Linked DNA regions of Mus musculus: regions 2, 3, 4 and 5 are each linked to region 1. A link is a contact called in public HiChIP or PLAC-seq data. All regions are on one chromosome and are shown on one strand. Each heading gives the region's core, a stretch centred on a gene start, on an enhancer-like site or on the middle of the called end of the contact. The rest is flanking DNA. Distances are from core to core; before and after follow the strand shown.

The links. HiChIP or PLAC-seq counts read pairs in DNA pulled down with a chosen protein or histone mark.
Region 2: a contact with region 1 is called in an H3K4me3 HiChIP or PLAC-seq map of embryonic forebrain, with 6 times the contacts expected there. The contact joins the promoter of Wnt7b here to the promoter of Atxn10 in region 1. A contact is called at or near these places in 14 of 39 promoter capture datasets (the C10 cell line, the HPC-7 cell line, Sertoli cells and 9 more), 5 of 15 datasets of contacts at CTCF or cohesin (the NIH/3T3 cell line, embryonic stem cells, large pre-B cells and 1 more), 86 of 484 Hi-C or Micro-C datasets (8-cell embryo, the AML12 cell line, B cells and 44 more), 40 of 115 datasets of contacts at active chromatin or transcription factors (SST interneurons, bone marrow-derived dendritic cells, bone marrow-derived macrophages and 22 more) and 4 of 9 other capture datasets (adipose tissue, embryonic stem cells, liver and 1 more).
Region 3: a contact with region 1 is called in an HNF4G HiChIP or PLAC-seq map of pancreatic cancer cells. The contact joins the enhancer-like site here to the promoter of Atxn10 in region 1. A contact is called at or near these places in 3 of 115 datasets of contacts at active chromatin or transcription factors (embryonic forebrain, embryonic stem cells and pancreatic cancer cells) and 2 of 9 other capture datasets (embryonic stem cells and liver).
Region 4: a contact with region 1 is called in an H3K27ac HiChIP or PLAC-seq map of extraembryonic endoderm stem cells. The contact joins the enhancer-like site here to the promoter of Atxn10 in region 1. A contact is called at or near these places in 11 of 115 datasets of contacts at active chromatin or transcription factors (embryonic basal ganglia, embryonic forebrain, embryonic hindbrain and 7 more).
Region 5: a contact with region 1 is called in an H3K4me3 HiChIP or PLAC-seq map of embryonic stem cells, with 14 read pairs. The contact joins the promoter of Fbln1 here to the promoter of Atxn10 in region 1. A contact is called at or near these places in 3 of 484 Hi-C or Micro-C datasets (embryonic stem cells and nephron progenitors), 1 of 115 datasets of contacts at active chromatin or transcription factors (embryonic stem cells) and 1 of 9 other capture datasets (pancreatic islet).

Annotation. Positions count from the first base shown.
Region 1 is chr15:85,334,874-85,337,573 of GRCm38.p6, forward strand. Atxn10 (ataxin 10) reads left to right here and starts at 1,382. Exons shown (of 12, transcript NM_016843.4): 1 at 1,382-1,707. The coding sequence starts at 1,592.
Region 2 is chr15:85,580,433-85,583,132 of GRCm38.p6, forward strand. It overlaps Wnt7b (wingless-type MMTV integration site family, member 7B), which reads right to left and starts at 1,389. Exons shown (of 4, transcript NM_009528.3): 1 at 948-1,389. The coding sequence starts at 1,018. It overlaps AU022754 (expressed sequence AU022754), which reads left to right and starts at 710. Exons shown (of 5, transcript NR_040433.1): 1 at 710-985; 2 at 1,818-2,700.
Region 3 is chr15:85,522,154-85,524,853 of GRCm38.p6, forward strand. No RefSeq gene overlaps it. Among named protein-coding and RNA genes, the nearest start is that of 7530416G11Rik, 20 kb to the left of the region's middle. Within about 2 kb of position 1,403, at least 113 of the 459 cell types and tissues checked have an H3K27ac peak or open chromatin away from gene starts, as enhancers often do. A contact at or near this core is called in pancreatic cancer cells, where this site is marked.
Region 4 is chr15:85,544,059-85,546,758 of GRCm38.p6, forward strand. The region is part of intron 2 of Wnt7b (wingless-type MMTV integration site family, member 7B); the gene reads right to left. Among named protein-coding and RNA genes, the nearest start is that of AU022754, 36 kb to the right of the region's middle. Within about 2 kb of position 1,348, at least 21 of the 459 cell types and tissues checked have an H3K27ac peak or open chromatin away from gene starts, as enhancers often do. A contact at or near this core is called in extraembryonic endoderm stem cells, pancreatic cancer cells and trophoblast stem cells, where this site is marked.
Region 5 is chr15:85,204,568-85,207,267 of GRCm38.p6, forward strand. Fbln1 (fibulin 1) reads left to right here and starts at 1,441. Exons shown (of 17, transcript NM_010180.2): 1 at 1,441-1,645. The coding sequence starts at 1,567.

The DNA of each region.
Region 1 (2,700 bases), core at 132-2,631:
TGGCTGCCTGTGGATCAAGATGTAGAATTCTCAGCTCTTCCAGCGCCATGTCTGCCCGCAGGCTGCCATGCTTCCTGCCATGCTGATAATGGACTGAACCTCTGAAACTGTGTGAATTAATCCCAAATAAATAATTTCTTTGTAAGAGTTGCCTTGGTCATGGTGTCTCTTCACAGTAATAAAAATCTAGGATACCTACATACACATGTTGGGAAATAAACTCAGGTCTCCTGGAAGATAGAGTACTCTTAATGTCTGAGCAAGCTCTTCAGCCCCAATATGGGGATATTCCTGATAAGCACCCACTCTCTTCCCCGGGTCCCCTATAGTATTAATTGACAAGGTTCTAGAATCACCAGAGACAACCCTCTGGGCATGTTTGTGAAGAACTGTCTAGATGAGGTTAGTGTGTGGAAATCTGCCCCCAGTGTGGGTGATAGCATTCCATGGTCTAGATTAAAAAAAAAAAAAGTCAAAGCCAGCTGTCTGTTTTCTGGCTTAATAGATGCAATGTGACAAGCTGCCTAAAGCCCTGTGTCACAAGTCCCCACCACGTGGGCCTGTACTCTCAACCTGTGAGCCAAAAGAAACCTATCCTTTGTAAAATTGCTTCTATCACATATTTTGATATTGCAACAAGAAAGGAATACACCTCTTAGGGAGGTACTTCTTCTCAGCCTTCTCTCTGTGGGAAGCCTCCTTCCTGGAGTCTTGGGAAAGACTTCTTTCCCAAGGGGGCATTTTTGATCAGCGTCCCCTTCCCATGAGGAGCCTCTATCCAAGGTCTTCCTCCATGGCTTGAGGTATCCAGCATCTTTTCCCTATGTGGGAATCTCCGATTCAGGTCTCCCTCAGTGGAACACCTCAACCTCGCATTCCCTCCCCTGGAGTCTCCATTTCAGGTTTTCCTGCAATAGAACTGGTTGGCCTAGCAACACATGCCCTGAGGGTAAGTCTCCTCTGCAGGTCCCCTCCCATGGTGACACCTCTGGCCTGTATCCCTGCTCTTCCTCTCAGGGGCCTCCTTTCCAGGTCTCCTTAGGGACAACATCCATTATTCTGGGGGCGCTGCTTCGGCCTGGTATCTCTTCCCCAGAGGGAAACCTCTGCATGAGTGGACCCCCACCAATGGTGGCCCTTGCTCATGGAAAGCATCTGTCCCTGATAAGACACTCATTCTCTAGGACACTCTACAGGCCACCCCCCCCCCCCCACCCCGACCCCTTCATCTCAGTATTCTGTCCTCTGACGGGGTCTTTACTCCACGTCTCCCCACCGTGGGGACCGAAGACCTCCCCCATCCCACCCTACGCAGGAGCAGGACTTCCGCTGCGCCCCCTCCCCTCAGGCGGGACTTCCGCCCCGCCCCCTCCCCCTCCCCCTGCCGCGTCGCCTTGTCCTCTTCGCCTGAGGCAAGCCAGCTAGTCTCGCGCTCTCTGCCTTGCAGCACCACGGGATCTGGGTGACGCGGGCTGCGGAAGCCAGAGCCGTGCAGACCGCGTCTCCATCTCCTCGCCTGTCGTCTGTCTCCCCCACTTCTCTTCGCTCTGCTCTCCGCCTGGTCAGGCTCGGCCCCAGAGCGAGTGGCAAGATGGCGGCGCCCAGGATGCCACCCTCCCGGCTGTCGGGCATCATGGTGCCCGCACCCATCCAGGACCTGGAGGCCTTGCGCGCGCTCACGGCGCTCTTCAAGGAGCAGCGTAACCGGTAACTGCGCGGGGGCTGCCACCTAGGAAGGAGGAAGAGGAACCATGGAGGGCTCTGGGCTGGGCTGGGCTTGACTGGGCTGGGCTGGGCAGCGGCGAGCGAGGCGGGGCGGCGGGCTCCATCAGCTCGGCCCACGCTCAGGTTGTGGCTCTGTGGCGCTCGCCTAGGCCTGCTCTGGGACGAGGGTTTGGCCAGGCTCTAAGAGGGGCAGACGATGGCGACACTGGTCCCCAAGCCGGCGGCGGGGAAGCTGTTGGTTCGGCTCCTCTGGCGGGGCCCTGAGGGCGGTGGCCAGGGAAGGGAGGCGTGTTCGGGCTCGCTTCTCCCTCTGGGTTAGAGGGCGTTCTGTCCAGGAGCCTGCAGAGCTGGCCTGGCTTCGTGACATCTGCTCAGCATCGCCTCTAACCCTTCTGTTTCTAGCCTTACAAAATGGGAGCTGTGGTGCGTTGTTTTCAGTGCTGAGATGAAATAAACGTGTTTAAACAGAAGTGTGCGAGGCTGTCAGTTCCTGATGGATTTTTGTGGTATGGTTTGCGCTGCAGTTTCCTTGTCTGTTTAATGGAAACAAGGTTCGCTGGGACCTCCTTGGTTGAGTTGACAGTGAGGGTTTAATGAGACGATGCGTGTTACATCCTTAGGCCATGCCTGACACTTAGTACTAAACACCATTGGTGTTTTCTCTTAACAGTAATGGTCTCCCCTGGACCAAGTCTTGGGAGAGGACCCGGAGCCCTTGGTCTCTCCTGTAGAGAGATAACAAGCAGGCCTAGAGTGTGGACAAAGGGCAGAGAACGCGGTGGGGGTGGGGGTGGGGGAAGCACGTAGGCTCAGTGGTCACAGGAACGTTTTCTAAAAATAGGTAGCCGCCAGACATGTCACGTGGCTCAGCCCTGCAGTTCCAGCATTCAGGAAGCAGAGGCAGGTGGATCTCTTGAGTTTGAGGCTGGACCAGTCAGCATTGTGACATCCTCTGTATCTCAAAAACAAATAAAC
Region 2 (2,700 bases), core at 139-2,638, 250 kb after region 1:
ATCGCCGGGCAAGGCGGGCACAGATGTCCGCAGGTGCTCCGAGTGGGGGTGGGGGTCTGGTCCCGGCCGGCCCGCCAAGAGTGACTAACGCCCGCGAGGTGCGGTGCGCTCCGTTCGGTCACACTGCCCCTCCACCCCCAATCCGGGGAGGCCGAGACAGATTCCGTCTAAAGGAGATCGCGGCTCAACAGGTAAGGACTCGGCTGGGTTCAGGAATGTGGAAATACGACTCGGAGCAGCTACGGCGGCGAGCAGCGAGCGCGGCCCGCCTGGAGCCCGCCCGGCCGGCCGCGCCAGGGGGAGCTCGGTGAGAGGGGGCCGGGCGCAAGGCCCCGGGCGGGCGGGGGCGCGGGCCCGGGACGGAGCCCGAGGCTGCTGCGCCAGCCCCACGGCCCATCCCGAGCCAGCCGGACGAGTTGTCAAGGTAATTTCAACATGTCCGGGTGATGGATAGAGACGAAGGGCCGCGGCGGGTGCAAGGCCTGCGCGCTCGCGGCGAGTGCGCGCCCCGATCTCCCCCGCCGGGGATGCCCCACGCACCCCCCCCCCGGCCCGGCGCGCCCTCCCGGCGGCTAGCGCTCGGCCCGGGCTCGGCGCCCAGCGCAGCCCGGGGGAGGGAAGGCGCGTCCCACCCCCGGGGCCTGGAGCCCAAACAGGTGAAAGTACGCGCCCGGCACGCTCGCCGCTACCCGCGAGCCCCGCTGCGGCCGTCCGCGGACCGCGCTGTCCCTGCTGCGTATTGGCTCCGCGCCCCTCCGGAGGATCTCTGGCTCCGGGGGGGCTCGGTTGAGTCTCAACGAGGCTGGGTTGAGGGCCGGAGATACCAGCCAGCCTGGCCACTTCAAGAAACGCCCTCCCCCACCAACTCCTATCCCCAGGTCCGCTGGAGGAGGCTCTGGTGGCTGCCGGCTCCCCGTCTGCAGCCCCCCGCCCAGAGAAATACTCACCCGAGCTTCACGTAGAGGACGCCAAAGCAGAGAAACACGTAAAAGATCCACTTTCGAAAGTTTCTGTGCATGATCCAGGGAGGGGGGCTGCGCCATAGACAGCTGCGGCCGGAGGGGACGCGCGGGTGGGCAGGGGCCGGGCAGGAGCCAGGGAGCTGCGGTAGGACCACGCTCAGCCGGCGCTTCGGCTCGGGAGGCGGGCGACGCGTGGGCACCCGGCACGCGTTGCCACCATGGTGAGCCCAGGGCGCCGCAGCCGCCGCGTGCGCCCGGGGGAGTGACCCGGGCGGGGAACCGCGACCTCGGAGCCCAGCGGAGTGACCGTGGGACTCTGCGAGCGCAGGCCGGGGCCAGGAGCAGCGGGCGGGCGCTGCCTCCACTGGGCTTAGCCGCCTGGGGCCGTGCGCGCCTCGCGGTGCGCCGGGGCGGCCAATGTGTCCGCACTTGTCCGCCTCCCCAGGTGACTCGCGGCCCCGGCAAGCGAGCCGCGAGCAGGCGAGCGCGCCCCAGGTAGGAGGATCCGCCTCCCGCCCGCCCTCCTCGCTCGCAGCGCGCTCTCTCGCGCGCGCTCCCTGGCTCTCCCCTCCCTTTTCTCCTCCCTCCCCCGTGACACACGAACGCATCTAACCCCTCGCCCCCCCTCCCCAGGCCAGCTCCCTTCCGATCGCCCTCCCAGGACTGCGTGGGAAGAGGGGAGGGAGGGGAGAGGGTGCGGCTCCAAAGAGACACCTGCGCTCCTCAGAGACAGTGAAGGTGGGGGTAGGGGCGGGGGCTAAGAAACTACCCGCTCAGGGCTTGGTGGTCACTTGGTTTCCAGTTTCTAGTTAAAGAGAGAGAGACCACCCACCACCATCTCCTTTCTATGTGCAGACATCTTTCCCCTAGACGTTACCTACGTGGGTGCTTCCAGGGCCACAACTCCGGATCAGGCATTGTTACCTGCCCAACAAACTCGGGGAAAACTCGTTCCAGTGCCCGGCACTGCAGAGCGCAAGCAGAGCGTGGGACTTGAGACTGGTAGACACACCAGCCTGCCCAGCATTAAAAGTGGCACCATGACAGAGAGACTCAGAAAGGCATCCTTGGAGAGTCCCAGTCTGAGGATTCTGTCTCACTCTGCAGGCCTGTCCGATGCGGGCGGGTGTCAGATCTGATTCTTGTTGAACCGCTAAAGTGGGAAGTCAGACTGGCCTAGGTGCCTGGCACATCCTGTGGTGTGTCTCGCTTGATCCTATCCTGGATAAATGGGTGACAGGGACACTGCCTGTCACAGCTAGGTCTGTCTTAGCACAGCGGACCAGCTAGTAACCAGACACATGGTGGGTGGGTGGGGGGTGTGTGCCAGGTTTTCAAGCGTCTACAGCCCCGGACAGCAGCATCAAATGGCGCCCTTATGACAAGGGGATGAACTCGGAGGGCGCTCGTCTTTAAACTGGCCAACACCCAATTGCCTGGTGTGGAAATGAGGAGGGGTATGAGGGGGCGCTGTCCTCAGCCCGGAACCTCGAGCTCAAAAGCTACCGTCCCTGCCCCTAATCCCCTCTTAATCTCTCCAAATCCTCTGAACTTTTGCCACGACCCGACCCGGGAGAGAGAGAGTCGCTCCTGAACCCCAGGTCCAGAAGCCGGCAGGTGCAGCTGTGCAGATCGTTTTGAGTTGGAGGACTCTTTAGAAAGGAGAATTTGGACATCACAAGCAGGGAAACTAAGGCACAGATGTCAAACGGTAGTTGCAGTCCCACACCACTGTCCC
Region 3 (2,700 bases), core at 153-2,652, 190 kb after region 1:
TGACCCTGGCTCATTCCAAGAGGAGGAGGAGATCGGTCCTTTCCACCTGACCTTACTGCCCGGAGGCAGAGGACCCCTGAAGCCCTGGAGCCTAGAAAGGATGTTGGGGAGTTCAAGGATGCAGGGAGCTGTAGGTAGAGTCCCTCCAACTATAGTTTTCAAAAAATGATGTTGGCTATTTCTCATCGTTAGCATAAGTGTCTCATAAGATTTGCTGGAAGCCAGTGGCAGTGGTGTTAGTGCATGCCTTTAATCCCAGCACTGGGGAGATGCTGGGGTTCCATAGAGGAACCCTGTCTCAAAAAACAAACAAACAAACAAACAAACAAACAAAAAACAGACTTGCTAGAAAGACTGGAGCAGAAGACATTAAGAACAGGGGAAGGGGGCGGGGGAGAGAGGCTGGGGGTATTCTGAGACTCTGCACTTTCTTTTCAGTAAACCCAAAATTACTCTAAAGAGAAGTTGGAGGCTGGAGAGGTGGCTCGGTGGTTAAGAGCACTGACTGCTCTTCCAGAGGTCCTCGGTTCAATTCCCAGCAACCACATGGAGGCTCACAACCATCTGTAGTGGGATCCGATGCCCTCTTCTGGTATGGCAGGAGACAATGGCAATGTACTCATAAAAATAAAAATAAATGAGAGGAGAGAGAGAGAGAGAGATTGGTTTTAAAAAGTAAAAAAAAAAAAAAAAAAAAAAAAAAGCCTGAGATTGGTCCACACAGGGAAGCACCCGGTGAGCGACACTGACAGGCAGCAGCAGAGGGCAGATCTTTCTTGTCAGGGGTGTAGCCTCAAGGGATCAGTGGCCAGGACATGTACAGGCTTTGGGTGCCATTCCCCTTCTGGGTGGGTGGTAACACAGACGATACAGTTTTGAAGTCTCGTTGGGTTGTTCATTTCTGCTAGACTTCCCCTGTGGGTTCCATGTCGTTAGAAACCTCCAGAAAAAATAGGTTGGTGGAAGGAAACTGGAGATCTCCGACAGGAGAGGATGGCTCATCTTGTGCTCGCCGTGTCTGTGTATTTCTCAATGGAGAGGACTTTGTCCCCCACTGCTGAGGTCCGACTCTGGCCTCATTTACAAGCTGGGTCCTGAATCTGTCTGGGGGGAGGGGTCAGCAGCCCTCCAAGGATGGATCACAGTGTCTTTGGAAGGTTGCCTTCTGATTCAAGAAACACCCCCTCCACACAGTCTCAAGCCCTGCCCAGAAACCAGCGAGATGTAGTCCCTGCCATACACAAAGTTAATGGGCTCAGCCGCTAGGGGGGTCAGGGGCAGATACCTGAATCCTCCGTAAACACTTCTTCCGGGCAGCTTTGAGCTCCCCGGGGCATGCTCTAACCCTCCCTGATGGTGACAGGGCTGGGGCTGGGCCAGGCCAGGGCAGAGCCGGTGACATCATGAAAAGAGCTTTGCCAGTACTTTCCCGACCTCGGAAACCCCAGCATCCCGCTCCAGGAACTGGCCTGCGGCACCGGCTTTGGCTGGCTGCCCCAGGAGTGTGGCAGGGAGGCCCGGAGGCCCCCCTGCTGCAGAGTCTGCTCCTAAGGTCCCTTTCCTTCCAGGGCCTTCCAGGGATCCTGGGCCAGTGTGAGAACCAGCAGGGTCAGCTCCTCCACCCCACCCCTGCCCTCTCCTTTACTGCAAGAAAAATAAACAGCTGTCCTGCTTCTGAGACTGGAAACCCCACCACAGTGTGGCCTCTGCTGAGCCCAGCTGTGGGCTGACTCACAGCCTGCCCTGGGTGGGGGCAGCGCTCAGGGCCCAGAGCTGCCCCAGGAACCCCTCAGAGACCTTGGGCCAGGCCCATGCCTCTCTGAGCCCCACCAGCTTGCCTATGCCTGGCGGGCAGGAGGAAGTGTCCATTCCAGGACACCTGGGCTGAACCACACACATCTTGGATTCCCTCCAGCCAGCCCCTGACCGCGTCTCTCTCCAGTGGCATCCTGAGATCAATCCAAAGGCCAGCACTACACCTCTAACTGACTATGGTGTGGTCAGGAAGGAAAGCTGGAAGAAGAGCGTTGGTGTGGTTTGGGGTCTTCTGAAGGCCACAGCCAGGCCTCGCATGGGGCAGGAAAACAAATGACTGCTAACAAGGGTGGGAATGGGGCCAGAGGTCTTACGAGCCCTTGACCATCCACCATTAGGGTCATGCCCTCTATACCATCATTGCGCTAGTCACCAGTTCTTCTCCATCCTTTCTTCCTGTCTCCTTCCCTCTTCTCCACCTATATCCTTCAGTCTCTCCAGTTAGCAAGACGCAATGGCAGCTTGCAGCACCCAGTAACCATGAGGGAGGCAACTCTTGACCCTCAACTCAGTGTCAGCCAACCCATGTGCCTGCGGTGGGAGACAGGGGAGGGGCTTCTGTTCTGCCAGAAGACAGGGGTGACAGAGTGCCAGCCTAGGACTGTGTGCCTCCTTGGGACAATGCTGTTACTCCTGTCCTGGGAGGGGTGTGGAGTGTGGGGAGTGCCAGGGCTCCCCAGCCGATGGAGGGGCTGGAGGCTTAGCAGAGGGCCTGGTGGGGCAGGGGCCCAAGCAGAGGATGACCGAAGCCCCGCTGGGTTCCCACGCTGGACAGCAAGGCAGGTGTGGCCTTGGGGTCAGCGAACGGCAGGAGGCTCTGGAAAGCCCGGTGTCTGGCCTGGCGGGCAGGAACGTCAACCAATTAACCTGTAATCGCCCAGGGAG
Region 4 (2,700 bases), core at 98-2,597, 210 kb after region 1:
TCTGAGCCTCTAATGAGCCCCACCCTGACAGGTACAGTACGGTCATTTGTGTCTGCAGTGACCTGCCAGCTCACACCACTGACCACTGTCCTCTAATGTCTCCCTGTTCTTAAAGGAGAGGTCATTTGTCTTTTGGGCAGAAGGTGGTATTCTGGACCAGGAGGAAGTACAGTCTCTGTCCTTAGTTGGGTCTCTCCCTCTCCCTCTCCCTCTCCCTCTCCCTATCCCTCTACCTCTCCCTCCCCCCTCTCTCTCCTTGGGCTCCCAGGTCTCCCCTTCCAGCCACCACCTGGGTCTTTCCAAGGGTGGTCTAGGCTGGACGTCTCTCCACAGCAGAGTCAAGCCTATGACCTAGAGCTAGAAAGGGAAGCCACTCTCCACCCACCCCATCTCACCCCTGCTGACACCTGCCTGACTTCCTCAGCCTTCTCCCCATCCTCTGTCAGAGATGATGACTCAAACCTGGGTGTGGCTCGCACCCCCTCAGGTGTACTGGTCTCTGGGGGTAGGATTCCATTCCCCTCTTGAGGCCTGGCCCTAATGCCTGCTCTCTTAGGTAGGCTTCTTAGGATAAAGCCCTCACTGCTCTGATAAGGACCCTGTCTGCCAGCCAGTTTAGCCCCTGTCCCTGGATCCTTGTAGGTCCAAAGGCCTCTGAAGAGGGTGAGACCTGCTCGGTTTTCTTATCTTCCACAGCCCCAGGCTGCAAGCCTTCCATCTCCGACTCATTACTCCGGTTTCTCCCTGTTTCCTTCAGGGCTCCAGCTCATGGCAGTGTGTGGTTACCCAGCAGGCTCATGAAGGCCACCTCAGGAACCCAGGGTGAACCTCAGTGAGGAGTGCCTCCCTACCACCTCATCTATGGACAGCAGGGCCTATGGTCAGATATGGTCAGCGAGGGTGGTAGAAAACAAGGCCCAGCCTTAGCAAGGCCTCATGGCAGCACCTGCCTGTCCCAGCCTGTCCTGGGTACCCGGTTGCAGTCTCTACTATCTGAGGCTGTGTCTGCTGTGACCCACCACTACAAAATGGGTCAGAGTCAAGCCAGGTCCATAAACCACATTAAGAGCCATCTCTATGCCCACCTATCTACCCACCAAGCCATACCAGAAGGTGTCTTCCTTCCCACGGGGGAAGGAAGTGATCACTGGGGGACCCTCTTCCCTCAGATAAGGACAATTGTCTCAAGCATATAGCAGCCTCTGCTTTGCCCTTCTGGGCCACCCCTACCCCCACCAGAACCTCTCTTGCCAGAATACATTTCCAGGGTCTGTGGGCTCTGAGCTCCACTTATCACACGAGATAGGAGAGAATGGAGATAGCCCCTAAGCCAAATGGACTCTGCACAGTCCTGTGTGGCCAGTATTGTTTTCAGAGGACCCAGAGCTGCCTTGTCCCTGTCCTGGGAGAGGCTGGACAGGAGCCCTGGATAAAGCAGAGACTGGGCAGGTGCAGGAATCCACGTTCCTGGGTCTAAATTAGGTCACCAAGACCCTTAGGGAAGCTGGCAAATTCTCTTTCCCCTCTGCTCAGACCTGGCAAAGTCGGCTGACCGGCTGTTGAGGGGTGATGGAAGTGGCCACCCCAGGGAGGAATTCTGTAAGTTCTGTGTGGAGTATAAGACTCAGGACCCCAGAGGCCATCCTAACCTGTTCCTGTGGAAGGCTCCGTGGTAGAAGGGACATCTTGAATGCAGGAAGCATAGTCCGTCTCCTGGTGTGTGTTGAGGTAGTGTGTGGAGATATGTGCTGCTATCAGGGGCTTGGGCAGTTCTGTATGTGATATGGGTGGGTCTGTGAGGTGTGGTGTGCATGCTGTGTTGGGGAGGGGGGCGGGGTGTGCACAACTTTCTAAGGAGCGCAGTGGCTGGCAGGACACCACAAGACCACAGCAGAGTTCCCTGTGACCACCCAGGAGACAGGATTCTGAACCTTTCAAAAGCAGCCCAGCCACCTCGTCACGGCTATCATTCCTGCTCGTCCACCATGCACCTGGCTCCTTTCTGACCATCCCGTTCTTACAGGATGCTCATGACGATGAGATGAGGCAGGCTTTACTCCCATTTTCCAGAGGAGACTGAGGCATGAGGAGGGTTTAACACTGGGCATTAAGGCTGAGGTGGGATTTGAACCTGGTCATGGTGCAAAGCCTAAGAAGGCCGGTAAGGGGCTGAGGGCCCAAACCTAGGTCTCTGGGACCCATTCTGTTTCCCAGTTTGGCTGATACACAGCCTGTAGCTGTGGGAGTGGAAACAAGAATGGAGAGACTCTCAGCACCCAGGGGAAGTGCCTTTGGTTGAGGTGAGGGTCTTTAGGGTACGGGTAGGGGGTTAGACAGCGGCTAATTCCTGTAATCCCTGGATGAGGGGGTCTATGGAGGTCAGCCTAATTTCCTAGTGAGCACAGGTTGCAAGCACCAGTGCAGGGGTCTAGAACATTACAATGATCCTGCAATTCTGCAATAGGAACAGAAAGCTGTGGTGTCACCTACCACCACCACCACCACCACCACCACCCAGGCCAAGGCAGCCACTGGACACTGTTTAACCTCTTTCAGTCGGATCAAGAAACCTATCTTGAAGCCCCAGGCAAGCAGACAGGTGTCCTGGCTGGCAGGTGTGTTTCGGGACAACCCAAGGCATCCCTCGTGTGTCCCTCTTAGGCCTCAGCTCTCACCTGCTTCTGCCCATACTTGCTCTGA
Region 5 (2,700 bases), core at 191-2,690, 130 kb before region 1:
CACTCTTGTACTCACTATGTAGCTGAGGGGATGGCCGTAAGCTTCTGAGCCTCGGGCTCTCATCTCTTGACTGCTGGAATGATAGCTTTTGCCAGGACACCTGCTTTATGTGCGGTTGGGGATCTGACTCGGTGCTTTGCACATGCTCAGAGAGCATTCTACAACCTGGATTGCGCTTGAGCTGTGCCTCACTTCTGGGAGGCCTCCTGAACTGAACTCAGTCAGCAGGCTCTTCCTCCAGCCTCCCTGGTCTCTCTGCAAACCTCTGGCTTCTCGCATCTTTTGAAAGGAGGTTTCACTTAAAGATAGCTAAACACAGTGGTGCACGCCTGTAGACTGAGCTACTTAGGAGGAGCTACCTAGGAGGAAGTGGGGGGTCACTGGAGTCCAGGAGGTCAAGGCTAGCCTGGGCAACAGAGCATGATGCCCCCTTCTCGAATTAAAACAGAAGGGCATATTTCGTAAATGAACACCCTGGTAAGTTTCCACACGCTGACTATGTTAAGGGACCTACTCCTCAGCTGCTGCCGCTGCCTCTACTCTGCCCAGGAACACCAGTCTCCTAACCTCTGACCCGCTCTGTCCTTTCTACAAGGAGACCTACACAGCCAAAGTTCATCTGTGGTTGGTCCCACTCTGCACCTTCCGAGTTTAAGGTCCTAGTGTGTGATTACGCCCCTGAGTATTCATTCACTGTGGAGGATGTTGGATGACTCCCACTGGACATTATGGACGGTCTATCTAGCGCTAGTCTGTTTGCAGATATGCACAATTATTCCAGCGGAGCCTAATCCCTGCGTTTGAATTGCTTGTCCCACGCAATCAGCTAACTGGGGTCCTATGGTCCTCCAAATTTACCTGTAGTGGGTTTGTTTTTACTTTAATCTTGTTGTTTGTATTTCCGGACAGTGTTTGTCTGTGTATCCCTGGCTGTCCTGGAACTCGATCTACAGAACTAGCTCAGGAGATTTTCCTGCCTCTGCCTTTGGAGTGTTGGGCGTGTGCCATCACATCCAGTTGAAAGTCTAAATTTTTTTGCATTTATTTATATTACATGAATGCTGGAAATTTGAGCTCAGGTCCTCTTGTCTTCACAGCAAGTGTCTTATCCACTGAGCCATCGAGCGAGCCATTTTCCCAGCTTTTAAAAAAAAAATTTTATTGTTCTTTTTTTTTTTTTTAAATAAATCAGAGAGTCCTCTAAACTGTCTGGCGGCTGCCAGGGAGTCTACACAAGCAGGCTTCTGCTGGTCTAGCCTACGGCTGCCCGCTATCCTGACAATTTAGGTTAGACACTTTTCACGTGACTTTCTGCCTGTAGGTGGGTGGCACGTCTCTGAGCTTTGCGCTCTGCCTGCATCCCCGCAGGAGAGTCTGGGTGGCGGCGTGCTCCAGCTGCGCAGTGCTGAAGGGAGGGTCCCCGCGGGCCCCGCCCCCGCCGCGCCTCCTCCGGGCGGGATAATTGAACGCGGCGCGCAGGAGCCTCGCGTTGGCTGCCCAGGCCTGGCTCGAGCGTGTAGCCGCTGCCCGCCGTGCCTTTGTCCGCCGCCGGAGCCCGCCAGCCCCATGGAGCGCCCCGTGCCGTCGCGCCTCGTCCCGCTGCCGCTGCTGCTGCTCAGCAGCCTCTCGCTGCTGGCAGCCCGAGGTAGGGGAGCCCCGGGCCCACGGCCCCGCACTAGGTCCCCACCCAGGCCCCAAGCTCCCTGGAAGTTTGCAGCCCCCGATGCTCCGGAGCGCGCGCTGCACCCAGGGGTCATCGCACGGTCCCCAGAGCTGCGTGGAATCCAGGCCCACGACCCCCCCCCCCCAATACTTCCGGCTCGGCTCCAATGCCCTCCTCACTAGGGGGACTTGCTTTAAATCTTTAACCTTCCAAACAGATCCTCCTGCGGGTTCACGAAGCCGGGTCCTCTGTTGGTGAAGGCAGATCGCCTGCTGGGCCGTGGGGGTGGGAAGTGCTCTGTACTGGAAGTAACTTTAGTGCATCTTTTAAACCGCCTCCAACCCCTACCCTCGGGGGTGGGGGTGGGAGGTGGGTGCGGGAGGAACTACTGCACCCATTTTGCCCCTGAACAAACTGAGACAGGAAGACAGAGATGGGGGCAGAAAGAAAACAGAAAATAGAGAAACATCCCAGAGGTTTGGGAGCTGGCCACCTCTTCCCTGCTGGTTCACCGTAGTAGCAGATTAGTGGCCCAGAATCACGTCCCCAGTACAGGAAACTTAGAATGGAGTAGGGTCCACCTAGGCTGTACTTTTCTCAGTCCAAAAGCTGCAAGGCCTGACGCAAGCACTTTACCTGTCTATCAGAGAAGCAATGGGGTTGTAAATCTATGACCTTTAACCTCTTGTGATTAAGGGGTTCTCAGAGCCAAGCCTGGCCCTCCTGGAGTCTTTGTTTCTGCAGGGGGCCCTAGATCCACACCACCTTCTTGATCTCTTATTCTTTATTCCTGGGTTAGCTTAGTTTCTTTTGAACTCTCTGACCCTTTTAGTCAAAAGGTCACTGGTTGTGATAACTAACGACTGGGAGGAGTCTTAGAGAGAGGCAGAGGGGAGGGAGAAGGGGCTGGCTGGTCCTGAATCCTGGAGGAGTTCTGGCTGTTCCGGGCACTGGCTACAGCCTTGGCACATCTTGGGTCACTTCTCAGTGTAGGAGACAGGGTGGGTAGGCTCATAGGCCTGAGTTGGTGCCAAGAG